2 separate regions of the Rattus norvegicus genome follow, and region 2 is linked to region 1. Evidence: chromatin contacts called from public Hi-C data. All regions are on one chromosome and are shown on one strand. The core of a region is the stretch at or near the end of the contact, and the rest is flanking DNA. Distances in the headings are between cores, read along the strand shown.

Region 1 (5,566 bases), core at 1,873-4,372:
CACACACACACCCCACATCTCACACACACACACCACATCTCTCTCTCTCTCTCTCTCTCTCACACACACACACACACCACACATCACACCATCTCTCTCTCTCTCTCTCTAACACACACACACACACACACACACACCACATCATCACACACGACACACACGAGAAAGAGAGAGACAGAGATAGACAGAGCTCAGTTCAGTGATGGGAGAGAACCCACGCCCCCCTGGGGTTGAGTAACCTTCCCGGCAGGGCTGCGAGACAGATGTAGGAGTGGCTGTGGTGTTGCTAAGGAAAGGATCCCGAGAGTCAACAAGAAGCTCTCCCAAGTGGGAGAATCTCAAGACACCTGATGGAAACAAACAAACACATTCTCAGAGGGAAACCTCCACTTACGTCATACAGGAGTCCAAGGACAAAGGCCATGGGGACAGTAATTTATGTTTATGAAAAGAAGTTGTCTGTGTATCAGAACGACAGAGCCCCAGGAGCTCAGATATGGGGACTATGAGGGCAACTCTCTGCAACAGAGTCCCAGCCACCTCGTTTTGCTGCTGCTCCTGCTCAAGGGGCAAAGGATGTTTTGCTCATCTCTTGCCCAGGGGGTGTCCATGTGTCCTGCCCACAAAGTAAGGTGGGTGTGTCATGCCCCAGTTCTGAGCTAAGGCCCCTTGTGGCCTGAGTACTTTCATGTGTCCCCTTGAATTCCTTTCCTCCAGGAGAGGATCATGACCAGCTAGGTCTCTGTGCCTGGATGAGGTTCCCCCGACACAGAGGTGCTCAGCCTGAGTCTGGCTTGTATCAGCTTGACCTCAGCCAGAGATAGATATTAGATAACTGTGGTTTTGGGCGTCTGGGTGTTGGGTCTTTTCTGGGTATTGATGTGACACCTAGACTATGTGACCATAATACAGTATTTGAAATACGTAAAGAAACGAAATAGCTAAAACTGACAAGAAGTTCAAACCTAATCTGAAGAAGAATCAGCTGTTAAAGCTAAAAATGAGACCACATGGGACAAGAGGTGTTCAGCGAACTTGCTGTGAAAACCTGGCAAGCTATTGTGGAAAGAACCGATTCTCAAAGAGCTGTTCTTGTACTGTGTGAGTCATGTGTTTTTTCTCTCTCTCTCTCTCTCTCTCTCTCTCTCTCTCTCTCTCTCTCTCCTCTCTCTGTCTCCTCCTCTCTCTCTCCTCTCTCTGTCTCCTCCTTTCTCTGTTTTCTTCTCTCTCTGTCTCTGTTTCTTTCTCTCTGTCTCCCTCTCTCTGCCTCTGTCTGTCTCCATCATCTGTCTCCCCCTCTGTCTCCTTCTCTGTCTCTCTGTCTCCCCCTCTGTCTCTGTCTCCCTCTGTTTCTGTTTCCCTCTCTCTGTTTCTGCCTCTCTCTCTCACACACACACACGCACACGTCCATACATTTTCACCCACACACAAATAACAAAATAGTATATATTTTTTAAAAAGGAAAGGATGTGGGGCTGGAGAGATGGCTCAGAGGTTAAGAGCACGGACTGCTCTTCCAGAGGTCCTGAGTTCAATTCCCAGCACCCACATGGTGGCTCACAACCATCTGTAATGGGATCTTCTGGTGTCTCTGAAGATAGCTACAGTGTACTTGTATATGATAAATAAATTAAAAATAAAGGAAAGGATGTGGCTGTTGAAGTTTATTAACAATTGCAGACCCAGAACGGGTAGAGTCCACCCAGCTGAAAGGAAAGAGACTTAAGGCGAGAATGATACTCTATGGAATTTACTAGGAACGCAAGGCAAAGCCAGGGAACAGAAACGATTACAGAAAAATCGAGTACTAGAAAGGACAGACCGAGAAAAGTCAAGTCTATAAGCAACCAGAATTTTCTTTCACTAATGTATGTGCTTCTTGTTTGTGTGGGGGAAATGGATATATGCACATGTGTGTAGAGGTTGGAGGTCAGCCTTGGGGGTGTTTCTCAGGCACCCTCCACATCATCTTTTGATGGCAGGCTGCTCACCAGATATGTTAGGCTGCCTACAGCCCCAGGGATCTCTCTGCCTTTGACTCCTTAGTACTGAGCTCTTTAATGGAGGCATCACCATAGCCAGCTTTTCTGTATGGATTCTGGGGATTGAACTCAGGCCTTTGCTGACTGAGCTCTCTCCATAGCCCTGTTAGAATTTTAGGAGTGAGGAGTAATATAGGACTCCCCTCCCTCTCTGTGTCTGTCTCTGTCTGTCTCTGCCCCCCCCTCTCTCTCTGTGTGTGTGTGTGTGTGTGTGTGTGTGTGTGTGTGTGTGTGTGTGTGTATGTATGATTCAAGACTCAAAACAAACCCAAGCTGGAAGAAATACAAGTGTTTTCTTAGATTTCTCATGATAAGCAAACAGAAGTGTAAAGACAAGGAGAAACCGACTCAGGAGACAGAACTGGGAGGGTTAATTTGACAGACAGTGGCATTAGACCGACGGGTTCTGAACAGCACAGTGCAAGTTAACACTGGATCTCGCTCTTTAAATCATTGTGCCCTGCTTAGCCTGGTTTGCTGAGACGGGCAGGTTGTTGTGACTGAGGGACGGAAGCAAGTAAAGTTATTTTCACATCCACCTCTGCTGACGATTTACAACAGACTATTTCCAGGTGGGCATTGCTGAGGTGTCTGATCACCAGAAAGGCCTGACGTGCTTGTAGCACTGTAGATTTGGAATTCTTGTTCTGGAAGATTCCCGAGTCCCACCTACATTGAAGTCAGTGATGGACAGTATATTTGTAGCCACCCTATTTAAGTGCTGAAGCTCTAACCCCCAGCACGTGTGCATGTATGTGTGAGCACATGCAAGTATGCACGTGTGTGCATGTGTGCGTGTGCACGTGTGCGAGTATGCATGCGTGTGAATGTGAATGCGTGCGCGGCCTGTGTTAGGGTTGGGGAACCAAAGTTGTTATAAGGTGAGGAACTTATTAGAACATGGTACAATTAAAAGCAACAGTAATTGTATATGGTCTGTGTGTGGTACTTAAAAACACGGTAGAAACCAAATACATAATTAGCAATTCCGTGTGTGTGTGTGTGTGTGTGTGTGTGTGTGTGTGTGTGTGTGTGTGTGTTCATCTGCACATAGGAAGCATAGGAAGCAAGAAAAGAGCAGGAAGTGCAGCCGAACTATTAAGCCCACCCCCAGTGACGTCCTTCCGCCAGCAAGGCTCCACCTCCTAAGGGTTCCATAACCTTTCCAACAGCGCCACCAGGCGGAGACCAAGTGATCGAACGCGGGATTCCACGCCAGGCATTTTACATTCAAAGCCCTACGAGGACCAACCTGTTTGTTATTCAAGCTGTCCCATAACTAGCAACTGTTTTAAAGGTACTGGTTGAAAACGGGTATGGAGGCGTATCCCTGTAATCCCGGTGCTTGCTAGGTAGGGGCAAAAAGATCAGAAGTTCAGGGTCATCCTTGGCTATATATACTATGTTGGAGATCAGCCTGGGCTCCCTCCCTCCTCCCGCCTGCCTTCCCTCCTCCCCCCACGCCCCACGCCCCCCACCCCCACGCCACACGCGCCACTCGCGCACCCGCGCACACACATCAAATACACAAAAGGCACAGACTGCTTTTGAAATGCTAAAGACAAGCCTTGTATAACAATCACTAGATAGAAAAAGGAACTGCCAAGAGAGTTATGAAATGAAGAAATCCAGACAATAGCCAGGAAAGAAAATGTAACTCTGAACTTTTCAGAGAGACAGACCAAGGGCTGGAGAGATGGCTCTGCTCTTGCAGAAGACCTGAGTCCAGATCCCAGCACCCACATAACTGTTGAGTGACTTTCAACTCCGGTTTCCAGAGGTGACCCCTTTTTTGGCCTCCGAGGGTTCTTACCCTCACGTGTGCATTCATCCTCCATGTACGTGTAATTCAAAATAAATAGTAAGTATTTTTGAATACAGCATAAAATACATAAGTGACAAGGGTGGGTTTTAGCAAAGGCTTTGGAGACATCTGGGATGTGCAATCTTGGTGTCTCACAGTCTAATTTACCTTCATACAGGACGAAATGTCAAGATCAATAGGGTCAGTGGCAAGACAGACTTCTTGTTACTAAATCTGATAACGACGGGTGTGATGGCCCCCTTTCTAAGCACTCCTGTTGCACTAAGATTTCAAACCCTCGTGCCAGCCTCTAATACACGCACTCCTGTAATTTCTGTTTTGCAGGTCGGGAAACTGAAGCCCAGAGATGTCGTGGAGGTTGACTGAGGTCACACAGCAGGGACGGGAGCTGGAATGCCCTGCCAGGCTGTATAGCTGGGCACTGGTGTGCATACCACCTCAGGCTCTTCCTGTCTTCACTGAGTAACAGGCAGAAAAGCCCAAAGATGAGCTGCAGACTGTAAGGACATAGCTCAGGTTCAGGCTGGTGACATCTTCCTGCAAAGAGGGCTGCTGGCAGGCTCAGCGTCACCTAAGTAGCTTTGCTGCTCTGCCAGGAAAGGAGCATGGGGACAATCAAGGAGGCAAGGCAGCGTACCACTGAAACTTTATTTACAAAAACAGGCAGAGGCTGTGGTCAGCCAACCTGAGAAACGAATATGGCTGCTTGTGAACAGAATTCCGGATGATCGCGAATGAAGGCGCAGTACCCAGCTACTTATGAAAATACTTGGCATTCAGAGCCTGCCAGATAGCAGGTCACTTGTTCAGAAACAAGTGAAACAAGCAAAGTCACTTGTTCAGAAAGACTGGGACCTGAGACTGACCCCCAGAATCCACGTAAAGGTGGAAGGATTGAATCAATTCCAAAAGGTGGTGTCTGACCTCCATACCATGCCACCACAAAGCACAGAAAATAAAATAGGAGTTCGGGGAGTCGGGGAAAGATTTGTTTATAATGTTAAACTAGCAAATAATTAAAAGAAAAAACAGCAACTATCAAAAGGATAATAAAAAGAATTTCAAGCAAATTGAGGGGGGTGGGGATAGCTTAGTTTGAACACAGGCAAGAAAGGCTGAAAAATGCATCAGAAACACAGCCAGTGTAGACAAAAGACACATTCTAGAGATCACAGGGAGGGAGCTAAGGAAAATCCTCCCAGTAAAAGACAATCCAGCCTTGCATGGCTGCAGGAGAAACAGCAGAGCCGTAACCGGAATGCTTCCGATGAAAGAACGGAAGTACTCATATTCAATTCTCTGAACCACTCGGAGAGCAGTGGCTCATGTCTTTGATCCCAGCACTCAGGAGACAGAGGCAGGTGAATCTCTGAATTGGAGGCCAGCCTGGTCTACAGAGTGAGTTCCAGGACAGCTAGGGCTACCCAGAGAAACCAGGCCAAACCAAACCAAACAAAAACCCAACAACAACAACAATAACAACAATAATTCTCTGGACTCATGTGGTAGCAGGAAAAACTGACCCTACAAATTGTCCTCTGACCGTCGTGTACCTCTGTCTGTCACGACACGCTCCTCCTCAAATAAATGTAACAGAAAAATTACAAATAAATTGGTTTCATTTATATGTATGTGGGTGTTTTCGCTTGTATGCATGCCTGTGTACCACCTGTGTGTCTGATGCCCATGGAAGCCAGAA
Region 2 (5,640 bases), core at 1,434-3,933, 44 kb before region 1:
AAGTTATTTTCTACTTGTCATAGGAAATAAATATTTTTGTTACACACCCTGTCTCTATCGTGTGTCTTATCAAACACCTGTCTGTCCTGTGAGAGTAACAGTGGCTGCTCCAAGGTGACTATGTTCTCTTGCCACCTAGTCACTTGGCGAGGGTTCTCCACTGGTGGGAGGTGTAGTCACCCTCGCTGATGTGTCAGCAACCACTGGGTTTTTTCATCCTGCTCGGCGATTGATCTCATCGCTGCCATATTTTCTGGCCCCCCACATTTCCATGGGCATCTTCTCCAATAGGAACCTTTGAACATAGAGCATCGGTTCACGGGAGTGACTGCCAGGCAAGCCGGGTGCTGTGTTCCAGGCTCATCTGTCCCCCTGCCCGAGTCCTGGCATCTCCCGAGAACTGTTTGCATTTATAAAGAACAGTGTTCAGAGGTCGAGACGGTGGCTAATTGCGCTCGCTCTGAGGCGTGCAGCGGACAACTTTGATCGTCAGCTTGGCTGAGTTCAGAAGTGCCCATGAGGGAGCAGGCTCAGGTGCGCTTGTGGAGCATCTCCAGGGATGGTTGGCTGAGGGGAAAGTCCCGTCCTGAGCATGGGATATGCCCAGATGAAAGGAGAGTGGGAAAGAGGCTCTCCTATGTGCACACCAACATTCCCTTTCTGCTCCCTGGCTGCTGTGAGCGGAGCAACCCTGCTCTACCACACAGATCTATACAAGCCTCTGCCGTACCACAGGCCTAGAAGCAGTGAAGCCAGCGGCCATAAACTCTGCTGAAACAGTGAGCTGAAACATAGCCTTCCTCCTTGAATTGCTCCCCTGATCTCCTGAGGTGTTTGCCATAGCAATGGAAAGCTTCATTAGGCTACACGCTATACCTCTGTGTATCTTAGTCACTGTTGTGTTGTTGTGAAGAGATACCATGAACAAGACTACACACACACACACACACACACACACACACACACACACACACAGAGCAGGGAGAACTGGTCCCGATGTGGGCTTTTGAAACCTCACCCCCTGCGATACACCTCTTCCAGTAAGGCCACACCTCCTAATCCTTCCCAAACAGTTCCGCTAACTGGGGACTAAGCATCCAAACAGATGACCTTATGGGGCCATTCTCACTCAAACCACCATAATCTCTTCTCATCTGTTTGTATCATCCATCCATCTTCTCTCTTCACCATCTGTCTTTTCTTATCTTCCATATGTCTGTCTTCTTCACTCCACGTAACCTTGCTATTCATCCACTCTTTAGCCCGTGGAACACGGAGAGAAACTTGTATGTTAATGCTAGTGGTTGAGGAAGTTGAGTTAGGAGGCAGAGGTGGGAAGGTTGTACTCATGCCTGATGTTTGCTGTTTCCGGCAGATTATAATTAGAACTGTGGAACAAGTCTGCATTCACGACTCACAAAGAGGACATCGGCACATGAAGCTGTCATCATGAACAGGGTCTCCAGTAACACGGAGGGCTCTGACCACCAAGGAACCACACCAACTTTGGGTATGCGTTCACATGAATGGATGCAGCTTGGCCTGATGCAGCCTTCCTGAGTCTTAACCACACAGCGGCCGCTGACCTATTTGGTCTGTTTTCTTCACAGAGTCTCCTAGCAAACTACAAGAGGCAAAACCATTAGTGAGTGGCATGAAACATTATGTGGAGACTCTTTGCTATCAGCACCCAGAACGTGCTTGATGCCCCTGGTGTCAGCTTGAGACAATTCAGGCAAACCAGTCTTGACTGACATCACTTTTTCCTGGTTACTTTCTAAGCCCTTCATTCTGATTAAATTGCAGGGGTCAGTTTTCTGCCACCCAACCCCATGCTTTGCCTGTAAGTCCCCAGTAAAATGCCCATTGTATTGTTCTAGATCTGCTGGCCTTTGGCTTTGCTCTGATTACATCTAGGGCCGAGTCTTCAAACACAAGGCTCAGGTTGCCTTGGAAGAGCGCTCGATAGCGGAGCTGTGAATTTAAAATTAGATGCTAGAATTACTGGGAGATGGCAGAGTGGTTGTTAAACAAGATTTGGGGGGCTGGAGAGATGGCTCAGAGGTTAAGAGCACTGTCTGCTCTTCCAGAGGTCCTGAGTTCAATTCCCAGCAACCACATGGTGGCTCACAACCATCTATATTCAGGTCTGGTGCCCTCTTCTGGCCTGCAGGCATACATGCAGGCAGAAAGCTGTATGATGTATACATAATAAATAAATAAATAAATATTAAAAAAAAAAAACAAGATTTGGGCACAGTGGGCCTGAGAGCTGCTCTTCTTGGTGCTCACAGAATGGGTAGGCATTCAGGAGCAGAGACACAGCAGGGCCCGAGACACTGCCACCTTCTCTGCCAGTGCAGAACCCTCTTCTCTCTATTCTGGTCTCCTATAGCAGCACAGGGCAAACATGTTCAACCAAGCACAGGCAGAGGTCACATCCACCCAAATAAATGGACGCCTGGGGCCAGCTGCACGACACCGTGTTCCTACTGTTCCTTGAGAGGGCTCTAAGAGTGTAGAGGACCCTGGGGCTGCCCAGTCTGGATCAGCACTGGAGCCAAGGGTCACCAGAACCGGTGCCTTCAAGCCACACTGACTCAAGCTACACAAGAGGTGCAGTGGGGGACCCTGAGGGCATCCTGTTCTTTGTAGCCGGCTGCCCACAATAGATGCCTGTCCTGAACGTGGTTTCATTTTGACAGTCTGACCTCTGGAGCTTCTCTTAATCCTTCTGGGAGGAGCCAACTCCTAGGTCCAGGAACTGGTGACCTGGGAGTTTGTAATTTACATTCAGACGAGCCAATCTGGAGTCCAGCAGTGGGAGCTACTGTTCTCAGTGCTTGGCTCAAACACCTGACAGGAAACCATGTAAGGAAGAAGGGGTTATTTTGGTTCCTGGTTTCAGGTCCGTCGTGGTGGGAAAGACAGGTGTGTGAGTTGGCCGGGTCACCTTGCGTCCACGGCGAGGAAGTTCAGTGCTAGGTGAGGATGTTCAGCTTCCTTTCTGAGCTTTCGTTCAGTTCAAGACCCTCGCCCTCGGAGGGACACTCCCTCACTTTAGGCTGGGTCTATCCACCTCAACCCAGTTCCATTGGGGGGGGGGGTGATTCTAAATCCCATCGAGTTAATAATCAGTGTTAACCATTGCACTGCTGGACTTTAGAGCAGCAGCCTGTGCCCGACAAGCTCAGTTTGGACTCCAGCCCCCGAGGAGGCAATATAACAGGGTTAATTTTTAATTTTTGAAAAGCTAAACTGCCAGCTCGCATCATGGCAGTTAATCTGCATCACGAGCCACAGGACAAGGCTGCACTGTCTCTTCAGCAGGTTGGTTAGAACAGCCGGGCAACATTAGGCTGCCCGCCATGCTGGGTTTCCAGACCAGCTTCATGTATTGTGTGATTCCTCTCCCCCCAACCCCCAGAGATGCAAGCGAATGCCTAATCGCCCCCATATTGGATGCTGAAGACCTTTGCCCTCCAGGTCCCACCCCAGGGGCTTCTGAGGTGTGGGCCTCAGAAGTGTCCTGGGAATGAGGTGCAGCCCCAGAAGCTGCAGGGATAGGCTAAGTGGTGGCGGGTTTGAAGGAAAGCGCCAAGGTTCATCTGAGGCCCAGGAAGTGGTAAGGGCTGGACTCACTAGAACGGAGTCAGCAGATGGCCACACTGGGAAAGAGGACAGATATCTAGTGACCCCGGCAAGTCCATCTTTCTGAGCAGAAGTTGAGGTTAAAACAGAGGCAGGGGCATGCATATTCCAGTAGTCCTGGGTAAGGCGTGGTCCCACCCATCACCCACCGCCTCTCCTGTGAAGTGGGCTGATGAATGGAAAGTCTCTTTTCAGGAGAGCAGCTTCTCTTCTTGTTGGCCTATGCTTTAGGCTTTCTCCTCTCATGGGGTGAGAATTCTGAGGTGATTTCAGTTCCCTGGGGCCCACTGCTTCAATAGTCTGAGAGTTGGTGAGAGGAACAATACGAGTCTTTAGAATATCTTCCTCCCTGCCGGTTAGTCACACCACCTAGAGGTGTCCTCTGAGGCCTTTATACCCCAGACCAATGATCCCTAGGGCTCCAGAGCTAAGATTGGCCCCTACAGCTCAGAGTCTGTAAAGCCAGCTCCATCAATCAACCGTCATCATGTCTTCAGTTTGTGACCCCCAGAGTTCATGCCTCTCAACCCAAATTGGTCCCTGTACCTCAGAGTCTGGGAAACTGTCCTCTGTGCAGACCAAGCCTAGGCCCGCTCAATGACCTTGACTGGCCTTTCCCATGGAAACTACACGAAGGCTCTCACCTGTAGGGACTCTGCTTCTTCTGCTTGCTGATCAGCCCTGGGGCTTCCCCGGGTGGCCTTGTGTGGCACGGGCAGGGCAGGGGCGGGGGAGCTGTAACAAGCCTGCTTCTCCATGGTGGTTTCCCTGATCAGCACCCTTGCCAGCCTGCACCGTGGTAATGCCCGCAATGTGAGACAGGCACAGGACAAGGCTGTCCAGTGGATGGCCAGAGAGACAGAACAACCTTAGGTCACAGGCCTGGGTTTTCAGCCTAGCTGCTCTTCTTCATGTACTGTGTGGCTTTTGCTTAGAAAACATGAGTAAGGGGCTGGAGAGATGGTTCAGTGGTTAAGAGCACTGACTGCTCTTCCAGAGGTCCTGAGTTCAATTCCCAGCAACCACATGGTGGCTCACAACCATCTGTAATGGGATCTGATGTTCTCTTCTGGTGTGTCGGAAGACAGTGACTGTGTACTCATGTATAATAAATAAATAAATCTTAAAAGAGAAGGAGGAGGAAGAGGAGGAGGAGGAAGAGGAAGAGGAGGAGGAGGAAGAGGAAGAAGAGGAAGAGGAGGAGAAAAGGAAGCCAGATTCTATTTGTGAAAGGCTTTACTTTAAAAAAAAAAAAAAGAAAGAAAGAAAAGAAAACATGAGGAAACGTCTAGTTACCCCAGATAGGGCACTGAAGATAAAACAAAAAGCAAAAAGAACCTGATACTACCTGGATCTAGCTTAGAGAAGCAGATGGAAGTCTCTCCTCTCAGCTGCTAGGATCCCTAACCCTGGATCTCAGGGCTGTGTGTGAAGCAGTTGGGGCCAGGCTGAAACCCCTTGGTACCAGGTTTCCGCTCCAGGCAGCCCCTGCTTCCTGTGCCCTTCAGGTCCTCCCTGTTGCGGGGCCTCTGAAGAGGCTGCCTTGGAAACGTTCTAGGGGTGTGGTGTGGTCCACAGAAGCTGGTGGGAATGGGTTGAGGCACCGGCACCCGGTGTAGGAGGGCAGCACAGAGGCAGGAGGGAAGGAAAGCGGCGTGGCTCACCTGAGGCCTCGGAACGGGCGAGGGCAGGACTTACCAAGGTGCGTGCAGCATCTGCAGAGCACCACGGGTAACAGCTCCAGAGACTGTGCCTGTGCAGGAGGCTGACTCTTGGTTTGTTCCTAGCTGAGTGCCAAGCAACTCGGCTGTTTAGGCAGCACCTCAGCAGAGTACCTGAGCCCACTCAGTCAAGGTGATTACCATGGCGGTGGTAGCTCAGCGCCAGCCCTGAGGATTTAGGGGACTATAAAGCAAGGGGGCAATGGTTGGGTACACGAGGCTGAAGGGGAGACACTCGGGATGGTGCTGTGGGTTTCAAGCTCCCCAT

Evidence for each region. Hi-C and Micro-C count contacts between places; a contact is called where the count stands out from the background.
Region 2: a Hi-C map of kidney shows a contact between it and region 1, with 2.9 times the contacts expected there. The contact joins two enhancer-like sites. A contact is called at or near these places in 7 of 12 Hi-C or Micro-C datasets (frontal cortex, hepatocytes, kidney and 3 more).

What each region holds. Positions count from the first base shown.
Region 1 is chr5:170,719,702-170,725,267 of GRCr8, reverse strand. The region is part of intron 2 of Mmel1 (membrane metallo-endopeptidase-like 1); the gene reads right to left. Among named protein-coding and RNA genes, the nearest start is that of Mmel1, 8.9 kb to the right of the region's middle. Within about 2 kb of position 3,122, at least 33 of the 93 cell types and tissues checked have an H3K27ac peak or open chromatin away from gene starts, as enhancers often do. A contact at or near this core is called in kidney, where this site is marked.
Region 2 is chr5:170,762,819-170,768,458 of GRCr8, reverse strand. Tnfrsf14 (TNF receptor superfamily member 14) reads left to right here. Exons shown (of 8, transcript NM_001015034.1): 8 at 1-46. Among named protein-coding and RNA genes, the nearest start is that of Tnfrsf14, 10 kb to the left of the region's middle. Within about 2 kb of position 2,683, at least 4 of the 93 cell types and tissues checked have an H3K27ac peak or open chromatin away from gene starts, as enhancers often do. A contact at or near this core is called in kidney, where this site is marked.